Regions from separate parts of the Anas platyrhynchos genome. Here region 2 is linked to region 1. The links are chromatin contacts, called in public Hi-C maps. All regions are on one chromosome and are shown on one strand. The core of a region is the stretch at or near the end of the contact, and the rest is flanking DNA. Distances in the headings are between cores, read along the strand shown. Region 1 overlaps KALRN (kalirin RhoGEF kinase). Region 2 overlaps KALRN (kalirin RhoGEF kinase).

The links. A called contact is a pair of places that touch in the nucleus more often than the background predicts.
Region 2: a contact with region 1 is called in a Hi-C map of liver, with 2.8 times the contacts expected there. The contact joins two enhancer-like sites. A contact is called at or near these places in 3 of 8 Hi-C or Micro-C datasets (liver, skeletal muscle and subcutaneous adipose tissue).

What each region holds. Positions count from the first base shown.
Region 1 is chr7:16,295,260-16,303,129 of IASCAAS_PekinDuck_T2T, forward strand. It overlaps KALRN (kalirin RhoGEF kinase), which reads left to right. Exons shown (of 64, transcript XM_072040795.1): 32 at 1,169-1,280; 33 at 2,559-2,749; 34 at 3,160-3,261; 35 at 3,939-4,081; 36 at 5,410-5,512. Among named protein-coding and RNA genes, the nearest start is that of UMPS, 130 kb to the right of the region's middle. Within about 2 kb of position 3,367, at least 1 of the 8 cell types and tissues checked has an H3K27ac peak or open chromatin away from gene starts, as enhancers often do.
Region 2 is chr7:16,408,035-16,415,904 of IASCAAS_PekinDuck_T2T, forward strand. It overlaps KALRN (kalirin RhoGEF kinase), which reads left to right. Exons shown (of 64, transcript XM_072040795.1): 54 at 1,580-1,703; 55 at 3,015-3,074. Among named protein-coding and RNA genes, the nearest start is that of UMPS, 22 kb to the right of the region's middle. Within about 2 kb of position 2,702, at least 1 of the 8 cell types and tissues checked has an H3K27ac peak or open chromatin away from gene starts, as enhancers often do.

The DNA of each region.
Region 1 (7,870 bases), core at 2,117-4,616:
AAGGAGAAAAAAAAAAAAAAGCAAACAGCAAACAAGTGATGGCTTGCTCCAGCTGGTTGTGGGTGTACAACCTGGATTTAATCCTGAAGAGCAAGAACTGGGAAAGGGAAATTGAAAGGATGGCAGAATGGTTTTACTTTCCTTTTCTTCTTGCTATAGCATTTGTGACGTAGTATTTTGATTAAAGGCTTCAATGACAGCAGTCGTAAACTTTGGAAAATAATTCTTTACCGAGAGTCCTGTTAGATTCTATTTGGGGATGGACACTTTTGTGTTTGAAAAACAGGGAAAACCTTCATATACAAAACAGACTTAAAAATGAAGCACTAACATTTTCCATTTAAAAATAACAACAAAAACCTTTGATTGGTTTCTTGTAAATTGGTTATAGTTTTTTGCCAAATCTTGTCAATAGGTGAATTTTAGATCTAACTTAACCAGCTGTTGTTCAGTTCTAAACTAGAAAATCAAAGAAAAAAATATCTTAGGGATAATGGAAGAGACAGGTTCTGACCTTGACAAGCTAGGACCATAGATGATATTTGCATCTCTTTCGATGCATGTTTCCTGCGTGCAAATGGAGTGGTGTGCTGTACTACCAAGGTACTTACTGGATACAATCAGTGTTTCAACAAATTTGTGCTTTGTTCCAGTTTACTGAAACAACGTGCTTACAGTCTTGTGAGTGCTGTGGGACAGCAAGTCTGCACTGCGCAAACCAAAGCTACTGGGATGGCTAAAACAATCCTTCAGTTGTCACCCTTTGGGTTCCTTCTCGGATGACTCTTTCAAGAAGGGACCTGCCTGCCCTGGGCACAGCGCCCTGCCAGACCTGCCCACATTATGCCACAGACATGCTGCTGGAGCAGGCTGGGGTCCTGCTCCCCAGCTGGGGAAACATGGTAGCTGAAACATGGGCATAAAACCTCAGAAACCCTCTGAGTGCAGTCTCGTTCAATAGCACCTTAACTTGTCTTGGTTTATAGTCCTTCCCATATGATACCCACTATTTGTGAGCATCCACAGTGAGTTTTGATGAAGTTCAGCTTTTTCCTATCACTGTTAGTGACATGGTCCCAACTTTGCACTCTACGTACCAAGAAACACAACATGAGATAGAGACAGCATGGTCAGAGTTTGCTTACAGGTGTTCTGCATTGCTTCTTAGGAACTGCTAACCTGCTGTGAGGAAGGCAAAGGGGAGCTCAAAGATGGTCTGGAAGTGATGCTCAGTGTCCCCAAGAAGGCCAACGACGCAATGCACGTCAGCATGCTGGAAGGTATGGGTGGATGGGGAAAGGAAAGGACTTGGGTGTGAATTGAGCCTTCTTGCAGCTTGTTTAGAAGGTTAACACAGGTTGGCTGTAGCGGTACTGTTGGCTGGCCATCACTTTCAGGACATTCCCAGCTCCTTTTGAAATTTCTTCAAAAGTCTTGGAGACTGGCTAGGAAGTTTTGAAGTTTTGTTTATATTTATGTATAAAATATTTACATATGTAGTATATGTGTATGTTATGTATACATATATTTATATATGTATATATACATCTGCATGTATATGTAAACATATGCAATATATATATATGCTGAAGATTTTCCTACGTACTGAAACAAAAATACCTTCTGAAACAGTATCAGTTTAGCTGCTCACAGGTGTAATAATTATTGGATGAAAATATTTCTAACATCTAAACGTCTCAACATTTCAAAAGAAAAAGTTCTGGCTTTCTGAGTCAAAACAGTTTGTGTTTCAAAATATTAGTACATGTATAATCAGCCTAAAGGGAAAGAAAAAAAAAAAAGAATTACAAAAAAAATACAAAAATATATATTTTAAATTTATAGAAAATGTTTTCACTGGAGAGAAGTGTGACCCATGGGCTGCTGAGATAGTAGAGGGAAGGACACCTTGTACCCAGCCCACACCTGTGAACTGTCCCCAGGACTCCCTTTTCCATCAGGCCTCCAAGTTATGTGGAGGGTATCCTGCAATCCTTAGATATGAAGGTTTTTAACATGCAGCTTGGAAGATGAGGAACTACTTCTGGAGGGCATGTTTCAGACAGCCTACTGATTTGCTCTTATACATGTAGCTCCCCCAGCACACTGCTTTGGGCTCAGACGGGCTCTTGGAGGTTGGGTTATCATGCTTGAGGGCATCATGGTATGACAGAGTACTTCTAGCCACAGCATCTTAGATTCCTCTGAAGTTGTGGTGACACACATAAGATCCTTGCATTGCAATTCTGTGTACAGTAACCACCACCGAAAGCTTTAAAGATAAATATTATAATTTATCTTTAAGTAATTACTACTGTTCTTAACTGAAGTCTCATTTAGCACATAAGACATTTGGCTCTGATGAAATAATTATGATTTGGCAGTAGACAAAAAAAAATATTTTCACCAGGACAATAAATGGCCATTAATGTCCTTTCAGAATGTGCATAAAAAACAGAAAGACCCTTTTATTCCAAATCCTCCTAGCTGTGTTGCTTCTGGGCATTTCTGCCCCCAAGAACAAGTACTAGCCGATGTGTTTTGTGTGCTCTTTTTAGGGTTTGATGAGAACCTGGACGTCCAGGGAGAGCTGATCCTTCAGGATTCCTTCCAAGTGTGGGATCCCAAGTCTTTAATTCGGAAAGGCCGTGAGAGGCATTTGTTTCTCTTTGAAATCTCTTTGGTGTTTAGCAAAGAGATCAAAGATTCTTCAGGACATACAAAATATGTTTACAAGAACAAGCTACTGGTAGGTGTGGCTGCAAAGAAATATTCTGGGTGATGCATTTCTTGTAGGTAGAAGTAGAGTTTGGGGGATGGCTTGTACTTCCCTGTCTTGGGTTGGAGATGCTCATGCCACCTGGAGAGGCTGGCTCTGGGCCCTGTGGGAAGCCAAACTCACAGTGAGTCTGGGGAGGTTTAAGAGAGTGAGATGTGATGGGTGGGTGGGAAGTGCAAGGAGGATCACTTAAACTATTCACTCTTTCTTGCCATACCCTGATGGTTTTCTGTCTTTTATCTGTGTGTAGCAAAGCAAAGACAAGATCTCATTCCCATATCCATCCCTGTCTCCCCTGATTCTCCCTAAAACTGTAAAGTTGTCAGAATTCATGAGGCTTCATTTATATGAAATCTCTTACCATCTTTCCTCCACACTAGACCTCAGAACTGGGAGTGACTGAACATGTGGAAGGAGACCCCTGTAAATTTGCTTTGTGGTCTGGACGAACACCATCCTCAGACAATAAAACAGTGCTGAAAGTAAGTCTTTTTTTGTTTGTTTCCTTTGCCTTTAGAGCTGCTAGTTGAGACCTCGAGAGCCCTAAATGGAAGGTCAGTTTCTTCCACTCTCATACTCACATGGCTTCCATATCTGTCAGTGGGGTCATGCCTGCGTCAGGAGCAATTCGGATCCAAGGCCACAGTCTGAGTCAAGCCTTGCTGAAATTGCATCTCTTGCAATCTCAACTGAGCAGCTGCACACTAACACAGGACACATCTTGGGGTGTTTTCTGGGAGGTGCAATTCCCTTAGTCCTATGCCACTGGGTTTGTTGACAGTCAACATTTTCCTCAGCCCTCCAGAGCTGAAAGCCATTTCTGTCAAGTGATTTTCAAATGAAGAATTTTTTGGTAGTTATTTAGTCTGAGGAAATCCCACTGTGCACTGATAACCTATTTCCTCTCCACAGAGCACACTGTATTGCTAGCATTAACTATATTTATCCAGAGCTTAGCTGCTTTGCTGTTGCTTGCCAAGGAGGTCTGGTAAAATACCCTCAGTTGGGGTTACCAGGTATCCAGCAGCTAGAACAATACATCAGAGAGGAGAAGCGGTTAATCATGCATTTTTATCAGCCAACCACGATTCTTCTATATAGAAGGTGATACGCTGAGAATGTGATAGAGTGTCTGTCTTTCTGCCTTGTGGAACTTCAGGCGTCCAGTATTGAAACAAAACAAGAATGGATCAAAAACATCCGGGAAGTCATTCAAGAAAGGATTATCCATCTGAAAGGAGCTCTGAAAGAGCCAATTCAGCTCCCCAAGACACCAGCAAAGCAGCGAAACAACAGTAGAAGGTAACCTCAGTCATTGCATACAACATGAAATCATTAGAGGTTTATCAGCCGCCAGCAGTGTAGTGTCTGTGGACTCTTTACTGGATTCACTTGCTTTTCTTACTGTAGTTGAAAGCAGTTTTCATCATCTTGCATGTTGTTTTGGCAAAAGTAACTTTTCTATTATATTCATGCAAAGGTCTTTAATTTTGCTACTCTGAAGTATTGGAGAAAAATGAACAGTAAAAATTCTTCAGAGTCCAAGGTTATGTTTCTTTCCCAAAGGAGAAATTACCTATTTAATTGAGTATTAACAGATTTTTATTTTTTTTTCCTGTTTGGCATTTTGAATTGTTTGACAATGAAAGTCATAGCTGGTCATTACAGTATATTACTAGGATGAAGAATCTGTGTTTCATCATCAAATTCAAATTCATTTCATCCTAGAAAATAATATTAATTTTCTTATTCAACCTCTTTCAATTCTGGATTAAATAGAAATTATATAAAACTGATTATTCTTTCGTTGCCAGGCTAACATTCCCAAAAGCCACTTGCAGTTTGAGCATCTCCCCTTCCTCATCAAATATTATCATGTATCCAGTCTCATAATACAGGCTGTTTTATAGACGTATCCGAAGAGTGAGTAAGCTAGTCATCTAGGAGCAAGGCAGAGATCCAGAGCTTTCTTCCTGGGGACATGTGCCAGTCTAAGAGTTTTCTAGCGCAGTGTTGTTGTTTATGTTATATTTTATTGTATTTTGTATTATTAAAATATTTTGAAAGACCAATAAAAATTTAGGAGAACTGCAAAAGGGAGAAAATACCCTCTGCTGGCAGATTCATAGAGGTAGTCTCAGAGAGCTCTACACTGTCATTATTCATATTTGTTTGGATATCATTTTATTGCTTAATATTAAATTCCTGAAAGTGTGGTTCCTGTGAGACAAGAGAAATGTCCTTTTCTTCTGTGCCACATGTAGCCAGGGCTGAATGGTTTTGGTTAAGGCAGAAATCTAATTTAAGGGAAATTTCTGCCTGACACCCTCATTACAGAGCTATTTCTGAACACCAGAGCTTTCTGTGCTGTAAATACGCAGGCAACAGCCATCCTGTTTCCAGCAACAAACGTGGTGATTATGTGCTAATCCCAACCCGATGGCTGAGGGTTACATCATTTTAAATTGCAAGCTACACAACAACATAGGCTGTATCAGTGAGGTAATTTTAGTGTAAAGCCAGCCCTGGCACGGTGATTCGGCACTTCTCAAATCCACCTATAAAGTTGTGCACATTCCAAGGTGGTGCATTAAGTAAGCATGGTTGTTTTCCTCTTATGTCTTTTGCAGAGATGGAGTAGATGATGCAGACAGCCAAGGAGACGGCAGCAGTCAACCAGACACCATTTCCATTGCATCCAGGACGTCACAGAATACAGTGGACAGTGATAAGGTAGGACTGAAATGTGAAAATACACTGCAGCTAGTTGGCCCCAGAAAAAATGTAAGTGAAAAGTAGAATAGAAAAGACATAACACAGCAACCTGTATTCTACTGAGTCAAAACTTGTATTCCCTTTTGCTAGACTGTTAAATCCAGCCTGTTTCTGGATGCCCACCAGTACCACTGTTTTACATGGTAACATCTTTTGCTGCAGCTTCTTTGTAGTTAGTACACAGAGTTTGAATTGGCTCTGAAGAAGCAGCCCAGAGCAACCTTTTCTTTCCCTAGTAAAACCTGCCTTTTGGGAGCCAGCTTCTGAATCAGCGAACAGTTGGTTGCGTTCCACATTTACCCTTTGAGCTAAAATCACTAGTTTGTTGGAGGGAATACAGGTGCTTACACACCAATTAATAGAGCAAAACTGGGATCCTGGCTGGTATCTTGAGAGCCTGGGAGACCTACCCTTTCCAGAGACTGTGATTCTGGACCCTACGCCTCATGGACATATGGTGGAGCATATGGATGGCCCCAAGACGCGCTACGTTCTGTTGGATTGCTGCATGCTGTCGGCACGTATGTACTCGACGGTTTGTTTGTCAGATAATCTGAGTCCAGATTCTCAGCTCCACGAGGATGCCTGACTTGAATTTGTCACCCTGATACCTCCAACTGCTGTCTTCAGCAGTTGGTGGTAGGAGTAAATGGGCTGTTAGTGAGAATTTACTTCAGCTAAGCTGATGAGGTTTGTCATATCCAACACGAGAATATCCATATTCTCTTCATGTGTTGTTTTGAAACTGTTTAGCTTGCAAAGGGATGAATTCTGCAGAATCATTCTGAATTTATCCCTGTGTCAGTGCTCTAATTATGTTGCTTTTTGCACAGAGTAGAAAGGTGTCTTCATAAACACAGAATTCATGTTTATGGTCGTAAGGTTCACAAATGCAGTGTAGTGCAGAGGGTATTTTTTGAAAGCTTTTGAAAGCTGGACTCAGAAATAGGAATTAATTGAGTTAATTGCAAATTACCTTTGGAAGAACACCTGTTATATTTATCTTAAAAGCATGTTCCCGTGTTGTTGTTTTTATTATTATTTTTTTTAATTTAACTAAGAACGTGCCTTAGAAAAGTATTACTCCAAAGGCCACTGTAATATATGCAAATACTTCGCATGATGTGGAAGAATTACTTTCTTATGTCTTTAATCCATGTGGAATCACCCTGCTTTTCCATGTTTTTCGCATTTATCATTCCTGACAAAGGCCCTAGCTCAGTAGAATACTTGAGCTCATGCTTAATTTTAGTCATTCACATAAGCTTTGCTGTTTTGCCCTGCACCCATTGACTCAGTTGCATGAATTAGGGCAGACAGGCAAGCTCTGGGTAAGACACCCCACACTGCTGTAGCTGCATATAAGATCTATAGTGCCAGCAGCGCCAGAGATGTTGGGCTGTGCCTTGAAAGACAGCGCATCATTGCAACAGCTGGTTTAAGGATACAAGGCTGGAAAGAGTTGTAGGAATTTCTGCCTACGGATCTTGTCTGAACTGAAAGGTAAATGCATGTGGGATAAACTGAGCACCAAATCACACAGGCAAAAATTTGTTACCACTGATGACAGCCTAAATCAGTTCTAGGGTTGGGCCATGTTACTTTTTAAAGGTGGATAGGTTCACTTGCTGATTTAAAGCTATTTGTGGTCATGCAACTGTATATATACATTTACTGAATAGAAACAAATTCCAGTTTACTGTTACAGCTTAAATATACACGTATATGCTTTGTTGAGTTTGAGCAACTGGTGTAGCATCCATCCTGAGATAGAGAGGCAATTCCTGCTAAAGCACTTTTTGTCACTGATGCTAGTGCCAGTGAACTGTGGAGAATTTAGCCCCCAAAGTGCTCCATTTCCATGTCTTTGCTGCAAGGAAAGTGAACTCCCCACATAGTTTTATGGTTCTCTTTTTTTTTCTACACAATGTTACCCCAGTTAATGACAGCTGGAGCTGAGTTGTCTTACTTCCCCTTGCAGGCCCACCTGTGCTCAGTCTCAGCACAGGTGCAGGCTTTTCCACTGCTTGCTGTGCAAGGCCCTGAGCACAGGCTGGCATCTGCTAAGAGGGAACTCTGTGTTAGCAGATCCCGAAGCTGTGCAAGGAGCACAGAACTCCTAGTGATGACATTTCACGGGACTGGAACGATTTGCTGTCATTCCAGGTTATTTTACTCTCCAACTTTGAAAAGGGATTTCTTCCTCCACTGTGTAGTTGAGTTTATCTTGTAGGGTGGTCTGACAATCTTGGGAAGATTTACCTTCTCGCATAGACTGGTACTGAGATACCAGTGCTGGAAGACTGTGTCATTTTG
Region 2 (7,870 bases), core at 1,452-3,951, 110 kb after region 1:
CATCAGCCATGTCCTTGACTCTTTATCATGTCATAAAGGAAAATAAAACAGTCCCGAAGTGCTGGATAATGCCCCCTGGTCTGCACACCTAATGCAGACCTCCCCCCAAAAATGCCCAAATACCAAGCCATCCTTCCTGCCCAGCCAGGGTGTGCAGGGAGTGTTGGTGCTCCTTGTGCCAAAATACAACTGCCCCTGCCAGCCACCAGCTCCATGCCACTGGTAGGCACCTGGCCCACGGTGCTGCCACACCAAAAACAGTCCCCATGAACCATTTTGGTCTTACATCAGTGCAGCCAGTTCCTGGGAGGCCCTTGGGTTTACTTCTTAAAAAATAAGCTATTGTACAGCTCCAGCCAGGCGCTGAAATACAAAAAGATGCTTATGAATCATCGTCAGTGATCATGGGGGAGCATCGGCTGTGCGGGGTGTCCTTCAAGTCCTACCTTGCTAACATACTGCATTTTATTGGCATCGCAGGTGATCGTTGGATTACATGCAACTTGCTTTGTAAAATGTATCAAGGTACTGTAGACGTGACATGACATGTGCCAAACATTGGGCTTAAAACATGCAAATAAAATTTGCATGACTTAAAGGTGGGCAGATGCTTTGAACCTGGATCCCAGCTCATCACACTGCTGTTTTGAGAGCTTTCAGCTTTGGACAACATACCACTTCCCAAATCCTCCCCCACCTGCCCACTATTTAAACCAAATGAATTCCATATTGAGAAGTGTTTTGTTTTGTTTTTTTTCTTTCTTGATTTTTTTACGTCTGCTTTGATATGCAATTTCTGTTGTTGACACAGCATTGCTCTTACAAAGGGTGACATGATCTTTTTTTTTTCTTTTTTCCAAGAGTAAGGTCACAGGCACAGTAATGAGGGGTGAAAAATATTCTGGAAATCATGCCTGCTGTGATTCTAGTCAAAAAGCATGGACTGATTGATGTCCTCTCTATCCCGATTGGCAAAATCAAATATTACACTAATGGGAAATTATTGGTCTTGAGAAGCAGAGCAGAGCTTGTCATTCTAGGAAAGTACTTATCTCTTGGAAAGTTAGTGATGTAGCTCCCATTTTCTGAGCTATTCATGTTCTGAGTAACATGTAGGGAGCAACACCTTCAATTTCTTAAATCTTTTTATTTGCTCAACAAAGTAATCTATTAAGATGGTTCTCATTTATTACATTTGTTGCTTTTAACCAACAAGACTGAGGACTGAATTGACCTGTTAACTATAGCAAAAATAAAATAAGTCTCTGTTTGTGGCAATGCAAGACAAAGTCCCTGAAACCAGCTGACCGAGTTCTAGTTGCCTGCTTCCATCATGGGATATTTTTTCCTGCTCCATGCATTTAAACAGCAAGTGTGGCACAACATCTGCTTTGCAGAACACTTTGGTTTGTTTTTTAACTTCAACTCTCATTGCTCAAGTAGAGATAGGCGTATTGCCGGTGGCTTCCACCTTCTAGGGAATTGCAGTAATCGCAAATGTGGATGCTGGTTCTCCTTTCCCAATCCTTCCTTCCTGCTATGATTTGCCATTTGATTGCTGCGTTTTTTGGTACAACAGGAAGTCATGTTCATGGCATACCCTGCGCATGAGAAAGCGGGCGGAAAAGGAGAGCAGTGGCAAAAATGAAGCCAATGGGCCACGTAAATCCAAGGATATTCTGGGGAACAAAGTCTCTGTTAAAGTGAGTAAGGCCAACGGAAAGCTGTGTGCCACTCTCCTGCTTCCCATCCTTTTCACCCCCTACAGCATCCTCTCCTGAGAGAGGGAGGGGGCGGCAATTTTGGGTTGTGTTTTTGTTTTTTTTCCACTTCAGTTATCTTTTTTTTTTTTTTTTTTTTTTTTTTTTGTAGTATCCATTTTAGCAGGATTTTTGCATGCAAGATAAAATGCAGCCTTTGTTTTTCATTTTCTTTTTCCTGGCATCCCATACACAAGTAAGTAATCTTCATTAAAAGACTATGTATGAGGTTAAATAACTGTTCTGTAAATAACTGAAAACAGTGAGTGACTTTCCTCTGATCTAGCCCAATCTGCAGCTCCATCAGAGCAACTGCAGCGGTGAGAAAGCCGCCGGGTGAAATGACTGCCTTTTTAATGTTGACAAGTTTTCCTCAGGCCAATATTTCCCCACATATTATGATAAGGGGCTCTCTACCTTGAGATGCTAAAGAAGTTCACTGTGGGGAGATGGTCTGAATGACCTCTTTATTTCCATATCACCAGACAGGGAAGAGATGCTGACTTGGTCTTGCCAGGAGAGGGTTTTGTGTGTGTCCGTGTGTGTGTGTGTGTCCGTGTCTGTCTCTCTCTCTCTGAGATCTCCCAGTGTGGAAAAGGTTGAGAACGGTGGGGTTAAGCTCCATCTTCTGCATTGAGTGCCTGACTTCTCTGCTCCAATTGAGAGGATCCATCTCTATAAACCAGCCATGAGGCCTGCTCAGGACTAATCTGGGGCTATCCCTCCCAGCAGAGGCAAGCAAACAAATACTCACAACCAAAGCCCAGCCTTGATGCAGGAAAGCACTTGAGCATGTACTATGGATCCACCCCTCTCCAGGAGGGCCCATGATTAAGTGTTTTCCTTTCTGGAGGCTTTCCCTCATGTATGCCTCTTGAAACAGATGGCATGTGCAAAGAGAAGCCCTGCCACTGCCACCCGGCTGCCCCTTGCACCCAGAGCTAAGGGCAGCAGCTGCTGCAGCATGGTGGTCACGGGGCTTCCTTCTCCTGCTTCCTTGCTGTTGTACTGCCCGAACGACTTGCAGAATCACTGCCTTTCCTCTGGCAAAAGCATGTCTTCGCCTTTACTTCTCTTGTTTTGTTGTTGGTTTGGTTTGGGTTTGGGTTTTGTTTTGTTTGGTTTTTTTTGGAACATATTCTGTCCTGTTATTCATCCCCATGCTGCTCACAACTCCTTGCTGCTCTGCCCTGTCTAACCAATCTCTCCTCTAATCTCTTGTTCTCTTTCTTCCTCTTCATGCTGCCAAACAAGGAGACAAACAGCTCAGAGGAGTCAGAGTGTGATGACCTTGACCCCAATACTAGCATGGAGGTAGAGACAATCATCCTTGTCATTATTTTTGTCCAAGAACATGTGCCTGTTTTGAAATGCCTGTGCTGGAAGGGGAGCTGGTGGGTCTGCATCGCTCATGGACATATGTGCCAATTAAACATGAGTCACACAAAGCACCAATTCTGTTTTTGCCAACCAGTCAACTGGAGTTCAGGCTACCTTTGTGATAGCAGCAGTGGAGGAAGCTGAGGAACAAGTTCTTGCTGAGCTGGAGGCTTACAAAGCCGCCCTCAGTCGCTGCTTCCCACCTGGGACCTCGCTCAATGAAATGATCGTGCATGCCTGTCAGCTACCAGTAAATGCAGCAGCTCTCTATTTTAAAAACACCCACTGTCCTGGCAACACATGCTGGGCTGCTAGTCAGGCTTGTGTTGTGAATTACTGGAGCAAACGTTGTTGCACCAAGCTGGTGCTTTAAATCTAGATCAGAAAATAAAAGTGTGTTTGTTTTTTTTTTTTCCCTAGAAGTTGCTGTCACTTAAAAAATGGGAAATTGCATTTCTGAAAGGTACTGAAAGATCTTGGTAAAATTAGTTGCTTTTATGTACCTGTATCATAGGTAAGACTGTAGATAAGTGGACCCAACCTGTGATGCATTACATGACTCTTTATTTCCAGTGTGAAGCCACCGATTTTAGTGGAGTGACCAAGACATGCCTTGCTGAGAGAGTCAGAAAGAGCTTAAAATCATGAGAGCTGCATGTCTGGCTCTTCTCAATTAATATCTTGCAGAGCCCATTTTTCTGTGTATGGTGACCACACTAAACACCTGTGTACATTGTACCACGGCTGAGGCTTCTTACTGAAACAGGCGAGGAAAAGGTTCAGCAAGACCTCCATGATTTTGCAGAGATAGTAGAGCAGGTCATTGGAGAAGAGGGATATTGCACCTCCAGGAAGCTGTTAGCCAGATTGCACTACAAACGTCACACAAAAGAAAGCTGACCTTCCTCCTGGGGTTAAAAAACAGCAGAAGTGTATTGGGATGTACCACCTCAGCTACTAACCTGCAGGTTCTCTTCTGTTGTAATTGTGTTGGCATCAGTAAATACATCTTTGAGAAAAGGACGTGTGTTAAAGGAAAGCTTTTGACCCAGCTGACATGCTGGAGATTGAATGATATTTGCCACTAAAGCTCCATTATTCTTAGGAGTGTCTTTGCATTTTCAAAAAGCATTTTGCCAATCACAGGTAACAAATAGAAATATATGTATTTGGTACAAGGCAGTGCCCAGTTACTGCACATAAATCTATGTAAGCTTTAGATCATTGGAAATTGCTCTGTGGAATGAAAAACAGCTGAGACACAGGCCTGATGTACAGAGCTGGGTGAGGATTGCCATCCAGAGGGAGCAGACCAAGGGCAGGCTCCAAAACATGCATGAGGGAAACAGCCCTAGAAGTGGTATTGTTGCAGCACAGTCTGCAGTGTCTGGGGTTTTCGCTGCTGGCCACACAGTTGTTCTCCTTGTCCCTTTATTATGAATGTTGTGATGCTCCTTTTCAAATGTGTTGTGAGAAATGTATTAACATTTGGCCTTGGATTAAGGCCTCCAGGAGCTAAAGCCTTTTCCCATTAAAACAGAAGCAAGGCAAGCTTTTTCCACGCCTAGAGCCTGATGCAGGATATTCTGACCATTGGGCAGGAGATCTGTGGAGGAAGTCAGACAGTGATGGCAGAGCATCAGGAGGTCTATGCAGAGATGTCTAAGCTGCAGAGCAGCTGGCTAGCACACCTCACAGCACAGGTCTCAGCATGGGCTGCGAAATCTCTTCTCAGAGGAACTGCAGCTGGATCTCTGGCAGCTCCCAGGGCTGGTGGGCTCTCCAGGCTCTTTCTAGTCTGCATTCCTCTCCTCTGGTGATGGTTTCAGTTTTAAGGCTTGTCAGTGAGGGGAAAGCAACATTGGCAAGCCCTTTCAACATCATTTATCACAACCTCCAGCTCCTTTCCTGTGGCAGGCTCACCATGAAGACTTTGAACCTGACCCAGTCCATGGGGGAAACATTAGTCCCTTGCTTTTTCAGGTTCTTGTGTCCCATGATTGTGCTTGTGCCTGCACATAGTATCAGAACAGGACTGTCAAATCCTCCGTCAGCCAGTGTGTTTTCAGTCTCCCCTGGGGGCTGTACCTGATACAGAGGGAGTGGGGCAGCTGGTGTACGTCCTTAACCATATTTTGCAGGAAAAAAAAAAAAAGCTGACTTGTCTGGCTTTGTGTCCCATGCACATAGTGAAAACCAGCCTCTCACCAGGCTCCCCCTTCTCTCTTCCAGGGGTGCATGGCGAGGTGGTGAGCTCCTAGGCCAGGAGCATCACCGGATGCCCGTGGTGGGGGCAGACCTGGCTCTGACACCTGGCTCAGCTTGTGACAGTTTCATAGGCTCAGCGTGTGACAATCTCACAGTCTGTTGGAGTGCTGGCAGGAGAGCTGTGTCCTGGCCCAAACACCACCATTTAGAGGCCCACGCAGCCTACCCGTGTCATTAAGGAGGAGGCCTCTGTACTTAGAGCCCTGGGCGAGTCACCCAGCTTCTCCTACAGGGCTGTCACCCCTAACACACTGGCATCCCTCGTCCCGTCATACGTGAGAACATGCTCCCAGTGCTAGAAGAGAGAGCAGGCTCTAAATGCAAAGAAGCCATATTAATTAGTTGGAAGTGTTGGTGCATTTTACCTCCAGCCTGTTTCCTGTGCGAGAAGTCAGTAAGCTGGTTGTGATAGATCCATGAAGTCCCACGGCTGCTGCAGTCTTTCAGGTCCAGCTTTGGTTGCTATTTATAAAGTACCACGGATCTGTTCAGTAGAGTCCAGATTACTGAAGCACTTTGGCTTTGTTTTGTTTCAAGGGGAAATAGAAAGAAGGAAAGAAATGTGAAGAACATATAATGAGAGCAAAAACCTGGAATTGTGAGTGACTTTTCAAAGAGCTAAAATGCTATTACTGTATTTTTATCTGCATAGGGACAGGCTAGCCCTGGAGAACTTTCCATTCTTTGTAACTTGGAATAGAAATTGTATCTCTTGGTGGCTGTTTCTTTTCTTGTAGTTTATCAATATGTAATGAAAGCGGACAAGAATGGAAACGAAATATGGTGGTGTTTTGTTTTGTTGGGTTGTGGGTTTTTTTCCTAGTTTCTATTTTGTGCAATTGTTACACAAAACAGAAGGTGTAAAGTCACCTGTCAGGCATGTGGAGTGTAGGAACAGGAATGTGAGGAGCAGTTGTAGCCACGTGAAGGATAGGAGTAACCTATGTTTAAGAAAGATCAGAGAGTCCCTTTCCACGTGTCTGTAGCTAATTGCACAGGGACAGGCAGTTCTCCTTCTGGGAAGAAGGTGTATGTCCTTGTGAATCAGTGAATATCGTCCACACCCATGTCTGGGGTCCTGGACAATGACACAACTAATTGTCGTACAATTTGGTGTCATAACACCTGCTGGGGTTTCAATATTGCTGAGGAGGTCAGAAGTCACCTGTACAGATCCTACCAGGCCACATGTCTCTCCTCTGAGCAGATGTCCTCCCAGCAGTCAGAAGACCTGATGGAGCTGAGGCTCACAAAATTCAGCTTCCAGGCTTCGGAGCAGACCTCTCCTGCAGGGACCTGACATCTTGTTTTGCACAGGGCGATGCCAGCTGCGGTGCATTGCAGGTAATCCTGACCAACAGGCAGCCAACACCCAGTGTGTTTGTTCCTGCTTCTCAGCCCTGCAAAGGTGCGATGAAGTCCAGGCCCACCCTGAGTTGGTGGAAGTGCCATCAGGAGGTTAGTGAGCTGGGATATTGCCAAGATACGTAGGTTGGGCTTCACCATCATTTTTTTCCAGTTATGACACTTAGGCACATTCAAGACTACCCAGAGACCAAGGGAGATCAGCACTGGGAGCACGCTGCAGGCAAGAACATCGTGTTAGCACCCTCATGGCCCAAGCAATTGAGTAAGCAATAGCTCAGTGGATACAGCATTGGCTTCGCATCAACTCTCAGCTCAGGCCAGGAATTCCCAAGTGCTTTGGCAAATGCCTTCATCTCTCTGCCTTGAGTTTTCCATCTCCAGAGCATGTCTAACATACTCTCTCTGTTCTCAGACAACACTGGTAAGAAAGCCTATCCAGGTACAGATTGTTTTCCCATGTCTGTGTGCATAGTACAGAACAGCCTTACTCTGGGAAGAGACTCTTATCACAGATACAACATGAAAAAACGCAATCCTGAGAGCTTCCAATGTCCCTGGGGTGGTCTCCACAGGCAATACCAGAGTCCTGCTGCCCTGGCTGGACAGGGATGCTGAGATGGAGTGGGCAGGCAGCTTATCAGGTGTCAAGCCAGTTGGCAACGCAGGTGCCATAGTTTAGCTTTCAGAAGAGGAACAAGTGATCTGCTAATCTGCAAGAAGACAATAGGGTGCCACAACACAGAGTGGTAGCCTTCAAAAGCAGGGATGCCCCGCAGCTACAGCCATTGAAGCACCTCAGCTGGAGCCTGATGCAGGGAAAAGGACTCCTGCCATGCACAGACCCATGGGACACAGCCAGCAGCTCCTGTGGCTCCTCTCAACGGCAGCCAAGCCCATCCATGCTGGGTGCCAGAAGGCATCCCCCTTCCCCACCAAAGGCCTGGTGCTGGGGGATGTTTCATCAGGTACCATTCTTTCATTTTAAATAATTTCTCCCATTGGTGGCACCTACCCACATTCACTCCACTTATCAAGGGATTTCTCTTGTGAATTTTTTTATTTTTTTTGGGGGGGGGGGAGGAGGAGGCTTGTTC